2 separate regions of the Gasterosteus aculeatus genome follow, and region 1 is linked to region 2. Evidence: chromatin contacts called from public Hi-C data. All regions are on one chromosome and are shown on one strand. Each heading gives the region's core, a stretch centred on a gene start, on an enhancer-like site or on the middle of the called end of the contact. The rest is flanking DNA. Distances are from core to core; before and after follow the strand shown.

What was found. Hi-C and Micro-C count contacts between places; a contact is called where the count stands out from the background.
Region 1: a contact with region 2 is called in a Hi-C map of skeletal muscle, with 3 times the contacts expected there. The contact joins the enhancer-like site here to the promoter of fndc3ba in region 2. A contact is called at or near these places in 3 of 6 Hi-C or Micro-C datasets (skeletal muscle and tail fin).

The regions. Positions count from the first base shown.
Region 1 is chr15:11,276,637-11,281,453 of fGasAcu3.hap1.1, forward strand. It overlaps fndc3ba (fibronectin type III domain containing 3Ba), which reads left to right. Exons shown (of 27, transcript XM_040199976.2): 4 at 343-419; 5 at 2,673-2,904; 6 at 3,013-3,184; 7 at 3,371-3,501. Among protein-coding and RNA genes, the nearest start is that of fndc3ba, 37 kb to the left of the region's middle. Within about 2 kb of position 2,760, at least 2 of the 9 cell types and tissues checked have open chromatin away from gene starts, as enhancers often do.
Region 2 is chr15:11,240,350-11,245,424 of fGasAcu3.hap1.1, forward strand. It overlaps fndc3ba (fibronectin type III domain containing 3Ba), which reads left to right and starts at 1,580. Exons shown (of 27, transcript XM_040199976.2): 1 at 1,580-1,705.

The DNA.
Region 1 (4,817 bases), core at 1,510-4,009, 37 kb after region 2:
ACCAGCCGCAGACCTCCTTCATAGAGGGGGATGGATTGTGGAAAAGTCAACATCATTCCCAATCTGCTAATTCTATTAGATTTCCTTGCTTGTTTTTTAGAGAGCGGTCACGTGCCCTCGTGTGTTGTTCCCCATTCCATCCTACATGTGTCTGCAACATCAAGTCATATTGCCTCAAATAAGAAAGACAATGTATTCTCTTGAATTAAGGCCCTGTTACACACACAAGGCCCTGTTGTATTTTTGTCGCTCCACGTGTCCATCTGTTAAGTGACCATTGACTAATGTCAAGGAGAATTTACTTCAAGCGCTCGGTTAAATGAATCTTCTCTTCCCTTGCAGGTCCTGCTGAGGTTCCCATGATGTCCCCAAATGGGTCCATCCCCCCCATCCACGTACCCCCCGGATACATCTCACAGGTTAGTTTGTGTTTATTTGGGGGTTTTCTAGACATGATTTATGTGTTGTGCATCTTGTGTTGGATAGTTTCAGTCAGACACAAAAGGAAACCAACACAATTTATTTAGTAGCATGTAAGTAGGAGGAATATATTTTCTAGGCAAATATAGTCTGTATTTATTTTGCTAGATGTAATTTCATTGGGACTAGTTAAGCAGCCTTCTGGTTTGTTTCAACATGCTAAGTTTTAATCAAAATGTGTTTAAAGCAAAACTAAATGAAATGCACCCAGTAGAGAGTATGGATTTCCCCCACGTCATCATCATTTGATGATGCAACAACTACTACTACAACACACATCCTCAATGAAGTATGTTTTTAAAAACTACAGGAGGTCCTGGAGGACATAAATAAATAAATAAGCACAAGAAATGTTAATCAGATGGGTGAGCAATATGCAAGATCGACCGTGGAAAGACAGACAAAGAGACAACAAAAACCCACACATACTGCTATTAACGTAATCATTTGGTAGAGTTAGATGTGGTTCCACACAGCAATTTGAAGTAAACAAGTTTGTTTGTTTGTTAATTAATCTTCTGACTAACAACTATCCGAAGTGGGTGAAGTGGTCGTTATTTGATAGAAGCCCTTTGCGTTTGTGCACAGTGACCCACACAGCGAGCATCCAGCAGGCTCCTATCAAGGCTGTTGAAGTCTCCTCTACCAACAGAGTACCGAGCAGGAATGTGCTGAATTTGGGGTGTCAGGGGGCAATTGTTTTTCTGACTGTATCTTTTGTGTGTGTGTGTGTGTGTGTTTACTTTGTCAAATGACCTCACAAGAACAGGAAGAAGAAAAGAATCTCCCAAAGAGCGGATTGTGTCTTCGGTCTTTTCACATTCACGTTGGACATCATGAATAAGGCAACCGTTGGGTTTCTCTTGTTAGTTGTTCTGGGGGGGTTGAAGGTCAACAAGAATCAATAGCCTGCCCTCACGAGTCGCGTGTTACAAATCCATTTTTTGGTCTGCATGAGGTGGAATTGGGTTGCCAGTGGAAGTCAGGTCATTGACGCACCGTGGGCGTGTGTGTGTGTGTGTGTGGGTGTGTGTGTTAGTAGGGACTGAGCCAAGTGTGAGCGGGAAACCCTGTTGCTCTTACACAAACAAGACAGATAGGGGAGACAGGCCCCGGGGTGGGTAGGGGTGTTTGTGGAGTTAGGGGTGGGCGAAGGAATGGATGGGGAAAGAGCCGTGCGTGGTGGAAAGTTGTGCATTTACAGATATTGCATGTGTGTGTGTGTGTGTGTGTGTGTGTGTGTGTTGGGGTTTGTGATAACGGCTGCATTGGGATGTGTGGGACTTTGCCCTTGTTTTTCCTGTTAGCAGAGGAGGGGACAAGGGGACGATGGGGTCCTTTTTCTTCCTCTTCTTCTCTTCCCCCTTTCTCAGTTTTTCTCACTCGGATTAGTTCTCGAGCCCTCTGCCTCCCCCTTGACCCCCTTTTTAATATTCCCCCCTCTTTCTTTCCCTCTGTTGTATTCTGGCACTGAGTCTGTTGCCCTGCAGTGTGTGTGTGTGTGTGTGTGTGTGTGTGTTGTTGGAGTAGTCTAATTTGGTGTGTTTTGTTGTTGTTGTTGTTGTTGTTAGGGACCAGCCAAGGACTTTCCTTCCGTGCAGGCAGTGTGTGTCTGCTTGGAATGCCGGCGTGTGAAAGGTTCTGAATGGTTGGAATGTGTGTGTTTGTGTGTCCCAGTCCGTGAATGTGAAAGTGAACACACGTATGGAATCACGCGTGTTAATTTGAGGCTGGCCTTGGAAACCTTTTTTCGTCTTACGTTTTTTTTTTTTTTCTGCAGAGCATCCGATCACATCATCACGGCGCTTGTTTTACCGCTTTAAGGGCCAAAGTGTCCTTTCGGCACAATCGTTCACTTGTTAACTAAATTATGCGATTCATTCCTTTTATTAGAAACTATTCGAAAGAGCACCGGCTCTTGCACAAGTGATTGACAGCCTCATTTTGTAAAAGAAGGGGCTTCGGGGCCCCAAGAATCCACTATGCTAAAGCTATACGGGATATTAGAACCTTACAGGTCTAGTTCAACAATTTGTCAAAAAGGTTCACAGTTTCAAGTCCTGCACTGAATGCAAAATTGAAACTTAACACAACATATAAAGCAGTTTACTGCCCTCTTTTTGTTTACGGTCACATTTTTGGACCAGCTGTCACTCACCTGCCCCCTTTCTCTTCCTCTGGGTCTCCCGCAGGTGCTGGAGGATAACACGGGGGTCCGCCGGGTGGTGGTCACACCCCAGTCTCCAGAGTGCTACCCTCCCTCCTACTCTCCGGCCCTCTCCCCCACACACCACCTGCCCCCTTACCTTGCTCACCCCCACTTCATCCCCAACTCTCACTCTTTCTACCCCCCTGTCAGCCCCGGGGACCTGCCCCCCCACCAGTATTACCAGCACCACCTTCCCCACATGTACGGCGATCCAGGTACTGACGCGCTCGCCGGAAACGTGGAAATTCAATTATAATAGCAAATCAAACGTAATGCTTTCTACCAATTTATACTCTCGTCTGTCACCTCGTCCACTCCTCCAGAAATCATCCCGGTTTATGGGATGTCGAACTACATAGGCAGAGAGGAGACGTACAGTAAGCCGCAGCCCAAAAAGATAAAGGAACAGAGGCAACTGGAACGACAGAACCGACTCAACTCCCCTCCCTCCACTCTGTACAAGGGCAGCCTGGGGCCGGCACACAACGGATACAGGTGACCCGACGGCTAAAACAAACACAACGTCAGTTAATGAACTTATTGTTTGATCGGCTCGGATCAGACCATTAAGTGTTGACAAGTTAGTCCCATTACTATTTCGGTCCAAGCGGTTACCGGTCGTAAACGCGGATAATACGTATTGATTTATTAAATGATGTGGTAACTTCATTTTTGATACAGCAACAAATCACACGCCCCAGCGCTCGGGTCAGTGGGGTCGGGGGGCGGAATCTGCAGTCCGGGAGGGAAGAAGCCGGAGAGACGACTCCGCAGCAGTCCACGAAACAGTGAACCAGAGACACACACTCAAGGTAGGACACACACACACACACACACACATACACACAGCATTCAGACTCGCACTGCTGAAAGGAAGAATTGCTCACAGTAGGTTTTAATGTTTTCCTCTCCCATAAGCATGCACAGAATACAAAAGAGCAAAATTCGGTTTTAGATTTTTTTTTAATTATTTGATTGTGCCCCAAATGCAATTTGAAAGTCTGGTCATCTCTTTAGCTTTTACACTGCAGCTATTCAGGCCTTTTTTTTTAATCCTCAGAACAGTGGCTACCTGGTGGAGTGTAGTGGGAATGTGGGGAAGGGGGTATGAGAGGTTGTCTGGGTAACCACATAGCTGAACCCGTCCCTGAGCGCTATCGTTTTACCCCCGCTACAATACCGGCCTTGTCGGCGAGGGCTCAGCCGCAGGGGGGGTTGGGAGACTGTAGCCTTAACACACACACTCGCTTATTGTGGTACTGTTCCTCTTCAAAGACTTGTCTTTTCACACGTCAAGAAAGGCTCAACATCTGGCAACACAATCTTGTTGCAGTGTAACTTTTGGGGACAGAATAGTCATGAATGGAGAATGTTTTTTTTTCAATTCTGAGATTACAAAAAGTTACAAAATATATAAGTATAACCGAGGTGGCTCGGTTCAGGTGAATGGAAACAAGACGGAAAGGTGTTTGTTAATTCACACAAATTGCTAAGGAAACAAGCTTTTTACCTTTTAGTGCTATCATGCCATGCAGATTTCAGTAGAAAGTAGTTATGCACTGACATTGGGACCACAAGTTGATTTAATAAAGTAATTAAACAGTTTGCTGTCAGTTGAATCAGTTAAATATTTGTAAGCAGAAATTAAAACATTCTCAGTATTTATTTGCACTTAGTTTTATGTGGATTTCCATCAGTGTAAATTGAGTACTTTTGGAGTTCATGATTTTTGGCTTAACAAAACAAGAAACCAGAAATTGACAAATGAATCAATGATAATAATAATTGGTTGCAGCACCACTTTAGCACAGGATTTTATTTGTGGTTCCGTGCCTATAAATATCAGTAAGAAAATGTGTTTTGTTTTTGGAGAATTTGGTACAGTAAGTATACCTGCTCACACACACACACACACATTTAAACTTTCTCACTCACACTCATAGTGACAGTGTGTGTGGACGTCTGGACATCTCTGCGAATGCAAAACACACACTTATTTGTAATGTGCAGCTTCCACACGCGCACACACACACAGTACTGACATAAAACACATCAAAGATGCCAAAGCAGGAAAAGGAAAGCGGGGTCGTCCGCTCTGCATGTGAGGATCATATAGCACACATGACAT
Region 2 (5,075 bases), core at 330-2,829:
GCGTGCGTGCGTGCGTGCGTGCGTGCGTGCGTGTGTGTGTGTGGAGCGAAATCTAGAACTCAGGGGCAACGGGTGTATTTGGCTGCTTGCTTACTGAATGAAAGAGGCAGATCACTGTTGGAGACAAACTTGTACATAACAAAGTTAAACCAGGATAAGAACTATTTTTGGTTGTATTTTCTTTTTTGTTCTGTAGCTTAGATTTTAAAAAAACGTATAAAAGTTACTATTATCTAACGATCTGAACCTGTCAGTGAGTCTTATGTTGATGTTATTGTGTAGTTATACTCACTTTTATACAGTTTTCTGTTGATTTCCTGATTTAAATCCCATTTTAGTTATGAAATGCTCGTGAAATCACTCGAGATAAGTAGATGGTCCTTCCATCAATGTGGGTTTGTAATGGAACCATGCAACAGGTTTAATGCTCTGATCCGGACATGTACTTGTCGTGTTAATGTCTTGATTCCAAGCGCCAACACGTCCGGCTAACTTTCTACACAGATAATATCACTGCGCGTGCTCAGTTAAAGTAAACCAAATACTGTGTCGCTACATGTCTAGATATAATCTTATTTTGATACAATCTATCAGCAGTAGATCTGGTGATGATTGAGCGCATTGGTTGAAGGAACTGGTCATAGAGATTATTCATAGAATATTTTACCCAACACAGAACCCATGACGGCTTGAGGAGGTTTTCTGCGGAACTATGTGACAGATTCAGAAACAATTTCCCTAATTTTTAACTTTTTGACCTGTAAACTGAGGGATGTGGGGGTCCATTGCAGCCAGCAGAGGGACTTTGGTCTTTTCTCTAAAGTGTGTCAGGGACACTGGGACAGCGATCAGTCCAACCTGAGGAACTATAGGTCATGTCTCATGTTATACTAAAGCCCTTTTTCACCAATACCGACAATCATTGATTTGTTTTAATGTTTATCTTAATTTAATGAAATATCGGCTGAATGATCAATGTGTGCAAAGGGACACGGGTCAAGCAAGTCATCTGCTGATGTAGGTTGTGGTCTGCAGGGGTTCTGTGTCATGATGACAGATAAACACAAACCAGCCTAAACTGGATTCAGCTTGCTTTTGTTTGCAGAGTTCACTACCCACCTTGGCCTGGCATAACAAAAATGCTCTAGGACACAACATTCTTTTCCATCTAAAAACTAAAGTAAATAGCAATGGTAGTAATATTAGAATGTTTTTTTTTCTACCTGTACCTGATCAGTGGTCACCCAAAAAGATGAACTGAAATTAGAGTTGAAACAGTTTCCAAATATGTCCAGATGGCTAAAAAAATCAGAATTTATATAAGGCATTTAATGTTAATATCGATACATAAATGGATGTGATGAAAAATAGTGCATCATAAATAGTTTAGTAACGGTTGAAAATCCCCAAATCTTGTTGCCTTTAAATTACCCACCCTGTGTTAAAAGACGCGCCCGCAGATTGCTTCTTCCACACAGGTGAAGCAGCAGCCCCGCCCTCTGTGTCGTTCTCTTTTTCAACGCGCGGTGTATTACGGTAAAAACAGAAGGAGGCGGGCTCCGACCTACATGTGCGTAGCGTTTTGATTGACATGGCGGAGTCTCCCAGTACGCGTAGCGCCGCGCCAGCAGACAGGCAAGACCCGACCCTGGGAATAAAAAAACACGCAGCCGCGTCCGTTTGAAGATTATTTTATTACAGCGAGGTGAGTTCTCCTTACGCTTGTTTTTCTAAAAACAAACCAACTAGAATGGCGGCCGACGGAGTCGATGTTGAAAAAGTTTTAAAAAGTGCTTGTCTTTGAGTCTGTGTGTGTGTGTGTGTGTACGCGCGCGCGTGTGTGAGAGAGTTTGGAGAGCTGACGCCGGCAGTCTGGGCCACTTGGCCAGCGCAAAGGAAAAAGGAAAAGCGGCTCCTGGGCGGCCGATGTGCTGAAATCGAAACTTTTTTTGGGAGGCAAAAACGTTAAAACGGGTCAAACGCTAAAGCTAGAAGGGTAGTTCTTTTTCCACGAGTGGATTCTGCACTTTTGTGGCACCCGATTGCGCTGCTTTCCCGAAAGAATGTGTTTTCGTCTCCGAGGACTTCGGATGGAGTGAGTGCGCCACGGAAGAAAGACTTTTTCTCTGCGCGTCTCTGTGTCTCTCTTTGCCCGTTTTCTGCAACTAAATCGCAATCGTTGCGCCGCGACTTTCCATCTGGAAACAATGGTCGGTCGTGTCGCTGCTGCCCCAAAAAATCAGGAAATGAACACTTTTGCGTGGCTGGAAAATGACTCGTTATGGAAGATGCTGCGGCGGTCACATTTGACAGAGGTGGAGGTGGTTGCGGGGTCCTTTGAATTGGCGCTATAGGCGGTAATAATGCATTGGTGTAACTGTTGGACAGCGGTGTTTTCAAGCACTTTCCACCGGAGTTTGTGCGCCTTTATGCAGGAAAAAGGCTAAAAAAAACCCAACTCCAGCATATCCTAGCATTCCTTCCAGCCAGTCTCCCTCTCGCTCCCTCTCTCTTTATCTCCCCCTCTCTCTCCCTCTCTCAGAAATGACTACGTGTCTGTGTGTTTGTGCAGGGAAGACAAGTCTCTCTCTCTCTCAGCCCCCTTCGATGCAGACGTGGAAATCAAACATTGGTCTCCTGCTTGTGAGCGATCGATTATCCTCCACGTAAGCGCGCAGGAGAAGGGTGGGGGGGGGGGGGGGGACAAGAGATGTGGCTGCTAGATGCACGAGATGACTCTGGAGACCGACTTTGGTGGTTGTGCGTTTATTAAAACTAATTGGGAAGCTGTCATGATGAGGGAGGGAGGGGGGGGGGTCCGAAGAGCAAATCTTCTGGATTCGGTGGGCACATTGGAGAATATAGGCTAATGAAAAGGAAAAAAAAAAAACCGTAACACTTTTCTGACACACTCACACACATGCGCGCGCTCCCGGCTCCGTGCACTTCTGTTTTTTTTTCTTCAGGAGAGAATGAAGAGAAGGAGAAATCCGATCCCAAATACATGACGTCAGATAACATTCCTTTGTAAGAAAGGCTGATGTGGCCATGCATTTTTTTCTTTCTGTAAAAAACTGATATTGGGCGTTAATTCACTTTGGGTGTTCCAGGTTGGTGGGACGAAAGGATGCGTTTAGAAGGCTTCTGGTTTAGAGCCCCAGAAAGTTTCATCTCTGCAGCTCCAGTGTGTGAAACAGTTGCCGAAGGCGCTGTTGGGTTTTGCAATTGACTCCCAAAGTCAACTTGGTTGGTGCACTGCAGATGACCGATGAGTTCGAGCCATATTATCGAAGGTGTGTTTTGTTTCACGGGTTAAGTAATGCACCTATACCCCTCTTAACACACGGCCAATGAGGTTTATATCACTGATGGCTGACAGTTAAGCCTCTTTGCTTTCAACATTTACATTTTCACAATGAGAATGTAAACAAGGCTCCCAGGCCGACTTTTGAAAAAGTCCCGAAAGCCCTGTTCTGTCGTCCTCGCATTCTTGGCAAATTCGGTCGAAAGTTTGGATGAAAAAATCTTATTTCAGCATCTGTAATGACAGGCCTCTGGGTTTTTTATGTCTCTGCACTGTATGTTTGAGTTGAGTTGGCGGTGTGGAGAGCCAGGAATGCAGTGGAAGAGGATCTAAAACAGCATAATGTAAGCAGGGATTTGCACCCAAACTGATGCAATAACACGCAAAGTGAATTTCCTCTACCAATTTGAATCCGCCTCTTGTAAAATCCCCTTTCTCTGTGGTTTAATATAAAAAAAAAAAAAACCCGCTGCGATTCTATAACATAAGAGAAAGAAGGGCGGTGAGACCGGAGTCAGGTTGAAGGAGGGGGGCCATTGTCGCTTTGGCCTTTCTCCGTGTTGAATGGCGCTTAATGCAACCATCCGGCTTCGTCCCACAGGTACGACTCATTCAGCTGCGTCCGTCTGGCCGACGGTGCGTCACGACCTACACGCGTAAAAACCCGGATTGGTTAATGGCTGCCAGGAATTCTGAGTGTGTCATTAGAAAGTCCATTAGTTGGGCTTTCTCTGATAGACGGTTTTACTGAATGTAATCAAAGTTTCCCAACCTCCCCTTTTCTTCTCTAGCGGCTGAAAATACTCTGAGTTTTGCCTCTAATATTCCGAGGCGGGTTATTCTAAGCGCGTTGAGGAAGTTGTTGGTGTGTCTCATGAGGACTTGTGATGCCGTCTGTCTCCGTGTGACCTCAGGCACGATCTGGGGCCGCCGGTTTTCTACCCGCAGCGGCCTGTGGTTCGCTGTAAGACCTTCAGGTACGCCAGGTCCAGATGGGGTCAGGGAAGGGACAGGACGAGTGTGTCACTTTGGAAACGTTATTGGAAGGTTCTGTCGTCTTAGAGCCAAACCCACCTTCCTTTGCATTACTGTGCATGAGGGCTTGATGGTTATTTCTGATGGGAATTGCATTAAGCCCAGTGCGGTCCCCCAGTTACTGCTTATTCTGCACATAGTCGTCCCCAATGGCGATAACCTGCCCGTGTCTGGGATCCTTCCTCTCCGTCAGTCGCTGTTTCTCCAAGTGCAACAGGTGTGTCTCGCAGAGAGCTCGCAGGCGTCTGTCTTTCTGTGGGCGAGCGGCGGCTTCCTGCTTGTTTTACTTATTGGCGGGTTGGATGCGTGGCGGCGTTCTTGTTTCTGCGAGGTCGAGGGGTTGGAGCCTGAAGTGCAGGAGGAGAGTTTCCGCAGTCACTCTTCTGCCCCCGATGACGCGGAGCGGCGGCGGCGCTTCTCGCTGTGGCGGTCGGAGCCGTTTGGCTTGAAGACTGTCTTCTGCTCCCGGGTGATGGAGTGCAGCGGGTCTCTAGAGGGGACACCGGCCCAGTCTTTCATTTCTATTAAACAGCATAAGCTTGAAAACATGAAATGATCGAAAATAGTTGCAGATAAATCTCGTGTCCACCAATTCATTTCTTCAGCCGCGTTGAATACTGCCACTACAGCATGGAACGTTTCTCCTTGTGATGATGTCACCGAGGGCCTCCGTGATGCTGCTCTTCTCTCAGGCCGTGAATAGAACCGACTGTCTGTTCGACCCAACGCGGCCCTC